Regions from separate parts of the Mus musculus genome. Here region 2 is linked to region 1. Evidence: chromatin contacts called from public Hi-C data. All regions are on one chromosome and are shown on one strand. Each heading gives the region's core, a stretch centred on a gene start, on an enhancer-like site or on the middle of the called end of the contact. The rest is flanking DNA. Distances are from core to core; before and after follow the strand shown.

The links. Hi-C and Micro-C count contacts between places; a contact is called where the count stands out from the background.
Region 2: a contact with region 1 is called in a Hi-C map of cerebral cortex, with 2.5 times the contacts expected there. The contact joins two enhancer-like sites. A contact is called at or near these places in 7 of 39 promoter capture datasets (the C10 cell line, cranial neural crest, embryonic stem cells and 3 more), 1 of 15 datasets of contacts at CTCF or cohesin (CD8 T cells), 26 of 484 Hi-C or Micro-C datasets (B cells, the C10 cell line, the C2C12 cell line and 16 more), 5 of 115 datasets of contacts at active chromatin or transcription factors (CD8 T cells, bone marrow-derived macrophages, embryonic stem cells and 2 more) and 4 of 9 other capture datasets (adipose tissue, liver, macrophages and 1 more).

The regions. Positions count from the first base shown.
Region 1 is chr2:90,472,913-90,476,793 of GRCm38.p6, forward strand. It overlaps Ptprj (protein tyrosine phosphatase, receptor type, J), which reads right to left. Exons shown (of 24, transcript NM_008982.6): 2 at 2,059-2,077. Among named protein-coding and RNA genes, the nearest start is that of Olfr1274, 74 kb to the left of the region's middle. Within about 2 kb of position 2,114, at least 241 of the 459 cell types and tissues checked have an H3K27ac peak or open chromatin away from gene starts, as enhancers often do. A contact at or near this core is called in cerebellum, cerebral cortex and forebrain, where this site is marked.
Region 2 is chr2:90,525,115-90,528,995 of GRCm38.p6, forward strand. All of the region lies in intron 1 of Ptprj (protein tyrosine phosphatase, receptor type, J), which reads right to left. Among named protein-coding and RNA genes, the nearest start is that of Ptprj, 54 kb to the right of the region's middle. Within about 2 kb of position 1,632, at least 77 of the 459 cell types and tissues checked have an H3K27ac peak or open chromatin away from gene starts, as enhancers often do. A contact at or near this core is called in cerebellum, cerebral cortex and forebrain, where this site is marked.

The DNA of each region.
Region 1 (3,881 bases), core at 864-3,363:
GAAGAATGTGCATTTCCAGCTCCTGGGGAAAATACGTGGATGTGTCTCATAGGTCTCTTTGGTACAGAATGGAACTGGAACTCAGTCAGCACTGTGGGTAGCTGAATCTGGGGTTCACAATTCAGGACACACCCTTCTGAATGTAAAGTAAACACCTTCTCAATTTCCCACCCTACTGCCTGTCACGGGGGTAACTCTATAGCTTTAATCCAGACATCGATTCTGGAGTCTGCACCTAAATCCCACTCCCTGTAAGTTATAGACTAAATGATGTCATCCCCCAAACCCATACATTAAAGTACTCCATATACCAGTACTTCCAAATGTGTGCACACTTGCAAGATAGGGTGTCAAGGGGTTAAGTCCAAATGAGGTCATGAGAGTGGGGGGTCTCTCCCCATAAAGCTGCCATTCATATAAGAAGAGCAGATTAGTATGTAGGCAGGGGCTGGAGGCAGCACCATGATGACACAGCTCTCAGGGCTGAGAGAAAGAACCTCCTGAAGTGTGGGGAGACAGAATGTGGCGTGATCCTGAGGGTCACCCAGCAGACTAACGCAGAGCCCCTCCCGTGGCTCTGGAGTCCTTAGTTCCCAGGGAAAGCCTTCTAGGGTAGCTCTGGAGTTTTGTTCCCTGCCATGAGCATTCAATAACACTCCACCCTCTGAGCTAGACTGCACTAGAGCAGTGAAATTCTGCAGAGCTCCAGCTATTCTCCAACTTATCTACCAGGCTGGCTCACGGGAGAGACAGTGCCTGCCTGTGTGGGCACCCCACTGTCTGTGAAAGTTCTGCATAATTACTGCTATTAACAAAGATTTGCCTTATTAGAGGGGTTCAGCAAGCTCTGCCCTCCTTGGGGAGACCAAGCCAATCATTTTATCTCAATGAGTCCTAGGCTTTGGGTTGTTTTTTGGTTGGTTGGTTTGGTTCGGTTTGGCTTTGCTGGAAAAGAAAAAAAAAGTCCTGAATTTTAGGGGCAAAAAATGCTACCATTTTTTTCCCAAAAATATACCTTTTTTTAAAGTAGTAACTACTATTATCCTCCTACAGAAACAGTAAGGTCTTGATCCCAGAACAGTGCTTTCAGCTGGATGTATTTAGCTATATAAACCATCGTCACCATAATATTAGGCAGGCATCTGTATTTATCTTGTCTTCCTACAGACCAGGAAAAGTACCCAGCTCCAACTGGGACTCAGGCCTCCACACAGCACTGGAGGGCCAAGAGGAAAGGAACTTTGTATAACTTACCTTTCAAAGGATGCCAGAACTTCATATGTATCGGGCAAGTACGCAACCATGAGCTATAGACTCACTCCCAGGCTGACACGCAAAATCAAAAAATATAGGAGGCTATCTCTGCTTTCCAAGAATTTCTATAATCCCACAACACCATATTGTAAGTGTAGTAAAACAGCAACATAAGAAAGTGCTTGCAAAATAATACATATCACATAAAATAGAAATATTCAGTATTACAGTTTCAGTATATTTATCTCACACATGGGTGTGGGCTGGTGAAAGAAAATCACAAGAAATCCAATGATTTTATGAGCTGGTGGTTTAACTATGTCCCCCAGGAAGCCCCCAAACTCCCTAGCTCAAAAGAATCTGCTGACGTAGACTCCCGAGGAACTGGGAATACAGTGCTATATCACCGTCATTCAGTTGAGAAAACAAAGAATTTTTATAGTTGTGGTTAAACAACTAACTGAATGCTCCTTTCACTTACAGTTTCTATCTTCATTGTATTTTGGGGGGGTTGTTATGTTTCTATATGCATTGATGTTCTGCCTGCATGTCTGTGCAAGGATGCCAGACCCTCTGGAACTTGAGTTACAGACAGTTGTGAGCCACCGCTGGGAATCGAACTCAGGTCCCCTGGAAGAGAGGCTAGTGCTCTTAACCACTGAGCCATCTCTCCAACCCCATAAGTGGATTCTTGTTATCTTTTTTTCCTGTGATTTTTTCCCCCCATGTTAGCCATTAATGCAACTGTGTCCACTAGGGGGCAGTAGCAAACAACACAAGAATGGAAAGGAGCAAGGTACTCACCCGCACCTGCGCACAGGACCTGTAACGGAAAAGAAAAGGGAAGTCAGCAGATCCATTCAACCGTGAAAATGCAAATCAGAAGCAGAGCAGTTGGGGGTGGGTATCGAGTGCACGGGAGGCAGACGGCCATGGAGAGGGCGTCCTGGGGCTGTAAATACAGGGAAAGAGCAAGTCAACTATACAAAAGATTAACTGGGTTCACTGAGGCCATGGGGCTGCTGACTACATAAACCCAGTGTTTTTCACAGCTCCGCAAGCCAGTGCTCCCTCCTGCCCCTGGGAGGTGAACTGCCTTACAGAGAATACAAAAGGAAATGCAGGCCACAAGCTCTTCCCTTTAGCCATGTCCAGGGCCAGCCTACTGTTAAAGCCATGGCTGAAGTGCAGTCAATAGGTTTGTAATCTCTCACTATACAATAGTAACCTTCTTTAGTCTATCAGTAGAGGGCAATCAGTTTCTAATTATCTGGTATATAGCTTTGGGAAGGAGCAGAATGTGAGGCCTTACAGATTTAGTTGGCAATGTTAGTCTTTCGTTTGGGAGCCAGGGAGTCCCTTCGGCGGTTCTCACTATCATCCATACCATACATTATTTCCCCAAAGCCTAATGTAATTCAAGGTCGCAAATCCCATTGTCTCTTAAATACATGCTTTTGGTAATTGGAATTTCCAAAGTATGGTGACTGAGAAAAAGAAAATAACCAAAAGAAGGGAAAATGCCCCACAATTCCCTACTGCCCTCAGATTAAAAATCCACCCTTAAGTACCCAGCAGGCTCCTCTAGTCTTGGTGACACTCGTATTCTTGAAGCTGATTTCCCCTTAGGACATTTAAACATATATTCCCTCTTGCAAAATCAGTGCCCCAAAACTTATTTTCTAGGGCCTGCCCAAAAAGGCCACCCCTTCAGAAGTCTCTTCTATAACCAGCCAGGAAAACTAAACCACCCTCACTCCTTCACCACTGTTTCCTCCACAGGAGCAGAAACACTGTGCATACAGTAGGTGCTCAATAAGTGTCACAGAAAAGAACCAATTAGCTGAGATGGAACGGAATCCCCAAGGTCCCCCAAAACTTTCTACCATCTCCTCTCTCAAGCTTAACCTTTCTTAGCTCATCTGAGCCAGGCAATATGTCAACAACACAGTCTAGGATGGACCCAAGGGGAGGGGGAGAACACAAGAGGCCATGCCAGCACAAGGAAGCAAGTGTATTTTGCCCAGTTCAACTACAAAACCATCACTCTTTAGGATGGTGGCTTCTGGCACCTGCCCATAGTACCCGCCTTGGTATCAATACAGCGTTGCCCCTCCTGGAATCCATTCATCTAAGGACCACCTGAAACCATCCTGCCCTCTAGCTGTTTGCCAAAAATGAGGAAAAGAGACAAGTCTAAAAGTAACTCCAGTCAGAGAGCACTATCATAAATATCCCAGTAGGACGCACCCGCAAAGGCCAAGCACGCGTCTAAAGCGCCAATGCCGCAGCTAGCAGCCTCTTTCGTCATCCCAAGAAAGAGGACAGCAGCAGCCACGCCCTCAGAGTCAGGTAAACAGTACTGCCTGCAAAAGCAGAGTATCATCTGTTGGAGTTAAAAAGGAATCACAGCTCGGAGTCCCTGTGCTCAGCATGTTGACGTCAATTCATTCAGAGCACTGACTACCAGGCTCTGTTTAAAATGCTCCCAGACACAAACTCAGTCTTTCAAACGACTCATTAATAAAGAGGTGAATGGCAGGCCTGGATTTGAACCGTGGTACTCAGACTGCAGAGTCCCTGTGTATAACTACCAGCTCTGCCACCTTCTAAGTGGAGAAAATTAC
Region 2 (3,881 bases), core at 382-2,881, 52 kb after region 1:
TTCAGGAATACCATACAATCATGTCTATAATGTGCTCTGGGGATAAAACCCTAAGAAATACAGCAAGAATGTGGATGTGGACAGTGTTTATCTGTAAATGTCATCTCTCCATTAACATCCTCCTTCATTTTCTAAGTTCTTGATCTTTAACAACCACCGAAGAGGCAAGAAAAGGCTCGTGGGTAGCTGAAGGCTGAACCTCAGTCCAGTTTCACCTAAGATAACCTTGTGCCAGGTACTTAACTTTCCCCACTTAATAGCCCAACAGTAGCAAGAGCCCTGGATGGAAGCTATTCCTATTAGGCCCTGGGAATAACAAAAACAGGTACCCCAGAATCAAAGACGTCATCAGTTAATTGGCCATTTCCCCGCGGCAGCTGTGGTACACGGATGAGAAGACAGAAATGTCCACCAGGTACCCTGTTAGATGTACCAAGATTCATAGGAGAGCTACACCCACCAGTTATACCAAAGATAAGAACAGGGAGGTAGCCTCTAAAAAAGGCTGCTTGCTACAGAAGAGAGCACACCAATCCCTGGTTCAGACCGAACCAGACAGCTCTACTTCACCAAACTGAGAAAATGAGCTTATCATCAAAAATAAATAAGTAAGTCCTCTGCTTTTACTGCTGTGTGCGAAGCTAAGAAATTACATTTTCTTAGCACAAGCCATGACCAAAGCCTCTGACTGACGTTTAATTAACTTTCCAAATAATTGCTCAAAGGCTCAAAAACAGCCTGGTACATAGCAGGCACTGAGGCATTCTGACAAATGGATGTGTGGGCCAACGTGGGTCCTAAAGGAACTCAGGAAAAAGGAATCACCATCCTATGCCACTACGTGCCTATCCAAAGCCACAGAACGCACACTGCCGCAAGTGAGCCCTGAAGTGAACCAGGGCGTCTGCGAGATAACGGCACTGCGGAAGAGTCGCTGCATCTGCCATCCTGAATGGATGGTGCCAAGTGTGGTTGCTGAATTTGTAGGTTTGACGAGGGGATATGAAATTTCTGAAATTTCTTCTACTTAACGCAGCCGTAAGCCTAAAACTGCTCTTAGAAATAAACTTAGCTCGGCACACTGGCACACACCTGGAATGTCAACACTTGGTAAATGGAGGCAGAAGGGCCAAATTAGGTCAGCTACAGAGAGAGTTTGAAGCCACTCTGGGCTACATGAAATCTTGGTTCAAAAATAAAAGTAAGGGCTGGGAAGATGGTTGTCTATAAAGTGTGTGAAGCCTGAGTTCTCACAGAACCATGGTAATGCAACATTAAAAAGGCAGAGACAGGAGGACCCGGGGCTTGCTAGCCAGCCAATCCAGCAGACTAGTAAATTCTGAGCTCATTGAGAAACACGGTCTAAGGAAATAATGTGGAAAGTAATACAAGAAGACACGTAACATCGACCTGCCTGCCCCCACACACATATACACATAGACCAATAAACAATACAATACAAATAAACTTAATCAAGAACGCAACCATAGTTGATAAAACACAGCAGGCTTTATCAGCTCTGTGTACAAAAACCAGCATACTTCTGTGACATGCCACAAAACCACGCATTCACAAGCCATCTGACTGCAGAGGCTATAGAACCAGAAAAGCAGGCTCGCCAGGGTGCTCGCTCCACACAGCACAGGAATGTTTTCAGCTCGCTGTACATTTCCTGAGTGTCAGAGGACTCAAAGAAAGACCTTCCAGCTTTCGGTTGGCTCTTCAACAAAAAGCACTTTTATTCACAAAGCTCCAGTAACTCTAAAGCTAGGAGGGTTTTTTTTTTCTCCCTCTCTCTCTGCAAATTCCTAAAAAGGGAGCTTCACAGATGAGGCCTCCAAAGGCAGGCTCTGCTGCAATTTAATTTTCATTCTAAAAGGCCATCCTCACATAAGGTCCGTGTCAAGCTGCCATTCCCCACAGAGCCCTATAGTTAAAACAACAGGGTCTTCCAGGTTTCTTAAGCCAGTCTCCGTGTCAAACGTACTCGGCCTGTCTCCATTCACTGAGTACCCCAGTGTGGAGTTTGACATTGTTGCTATAACTCAATGTGCTCCACTGAGTGAGATTTTAACCCACTGGGCATATCTGGCTATGCCTGCAAACACTCCGGTTACTACAACTGGGCTGGGTAGAAAAGGGGTGCTTCTGATGCTGCTGGCATCCTGCCGTGCATAAAACAGCCTCCAAAACAAAGCATTACCCAGCACCAAACATTACCAGTGCAGGCTTGAGCCCTGCCAAAATGGAAGGCTCAGAAATAAAATGTTTGACTCTGAACATCAGTGAAAATTTACTCTAAGCAACGAATGTTCTTTGGGAGAAAGTGGAGACTCCCCGACTACCCAGGCAACGGTTGACTTTACTGAGATTTTTGAATGTTCTGTATTGTTGTGTTGTGGTTTTTTTGTCTGGTTGATTTGGTTTGAGAGGAGGGCTGGGGGGGGGGGGGGACAACCAATTGTCATATAAGTATGCCAATATGTGTACTCACATGTGTGCATGCAAAGCCCACGCCATCAGGCACCCTGTCACCCACTGCCCTCCTACCTTGAGACGGGGTCTCTTAACTGAGTGGGAAGCTTGAATTTCAGCTGGGCTGGATTGCCAGTGAGCTCTCGCAATCCACCTGTCTCTGCCGCAATGCTGGGGTTTCAAGTACGTACAGCTATGTCCAGCTTTTCATATGTGTCCTGGGAATCCAAGCTCAGGTCGTCATGTTTGGAGAGCAAGTTCTGTTACTAACTGAGCCATGTCTCTTGCCCCAAGGCACATATTTTTTAGTAGTTTTCTTTTATAGTTGAAGAAACATTGAATGGAGAAGGAGGATCAGGAGTTCAAAGCTGGTCTGCACACTCACATGAATCCCCCCACACACACACACCACACAAACACACAACACATAGTACTCCCACCAAAAAAAAAAACAGTTCCTCAGAGCCGATGGCTCAGCTGGTAAAGGCACGTGCCCAAGGAAACAGAAGCAGATGAGACCCTAAACCCCTTCAACACATCTGTTGGGTTACATGGACAGTGACGTCCACAGCATCCCCCAAGACAGCCACTAATGACTAGAACCCCATCAAACTGGCAACAGCCAGCCCAGAAAGCTCGGAACCCCACAAAAGCCCCATGAGAAGTGCATACTGCATGCACAGTGGAAAATCTGTTTCCGAAGAACTACCAGAGCACCCACCAGGCTGAGTCACCCTCCCAGGTCGCCCTCATGTTCACGTGCAGTGGAGGAATTTCCACACTTCCATTTTTCTACAAATGTGATCAGGAGTCAAAAGTAATGCAAGTCAAGGATGTGAGAAGTTTATATTTTAAATCATCTTGTTTCCTTATATGTGTTTGTGTTGGAGGGCAGGTGCAGTGCTTAAGATCAAACCCAAAGCCAAGTACTCTACCTCTGAGCTATCCACCAGCACCTACGATCTCACTACGCAGCCCAAGCTAGCCTTCAACTCAAGAGCCTCGTGTCTCAGAACCCTGAATGCCAGGGTTGTTGTCAGGCGCCACCGGGTCCAGTTTAGAAACTTTTTCAAGTGTTTTGGTGAGGTTTTGTTTTGTTTTGTTGTTTCAGGGATGGTAGCTGTTTGATGCTTTTGACAGGATGGCCATACAGCAGGCTACTAGGTTCCATCTCACCTGACCTTTGTTTATTTTTTACTTATGGCTTTGTTTGGGGGGGGTTGTTTCAGGTTTGGTTTTTTTGTTGTTGATGTTGTTGGGTTTGCTTATTCATTCTGTTTGTTCTTTCAGCAAGTTTAATAAACTTTTGCCCAAACCCCAACTGAAATGTGCATGAAGACAGTCAAATGCATTTCATCAGACAGCATCCTCTGCTGCCTCAGACCTCAAGACTCTTCTGAGTCTCG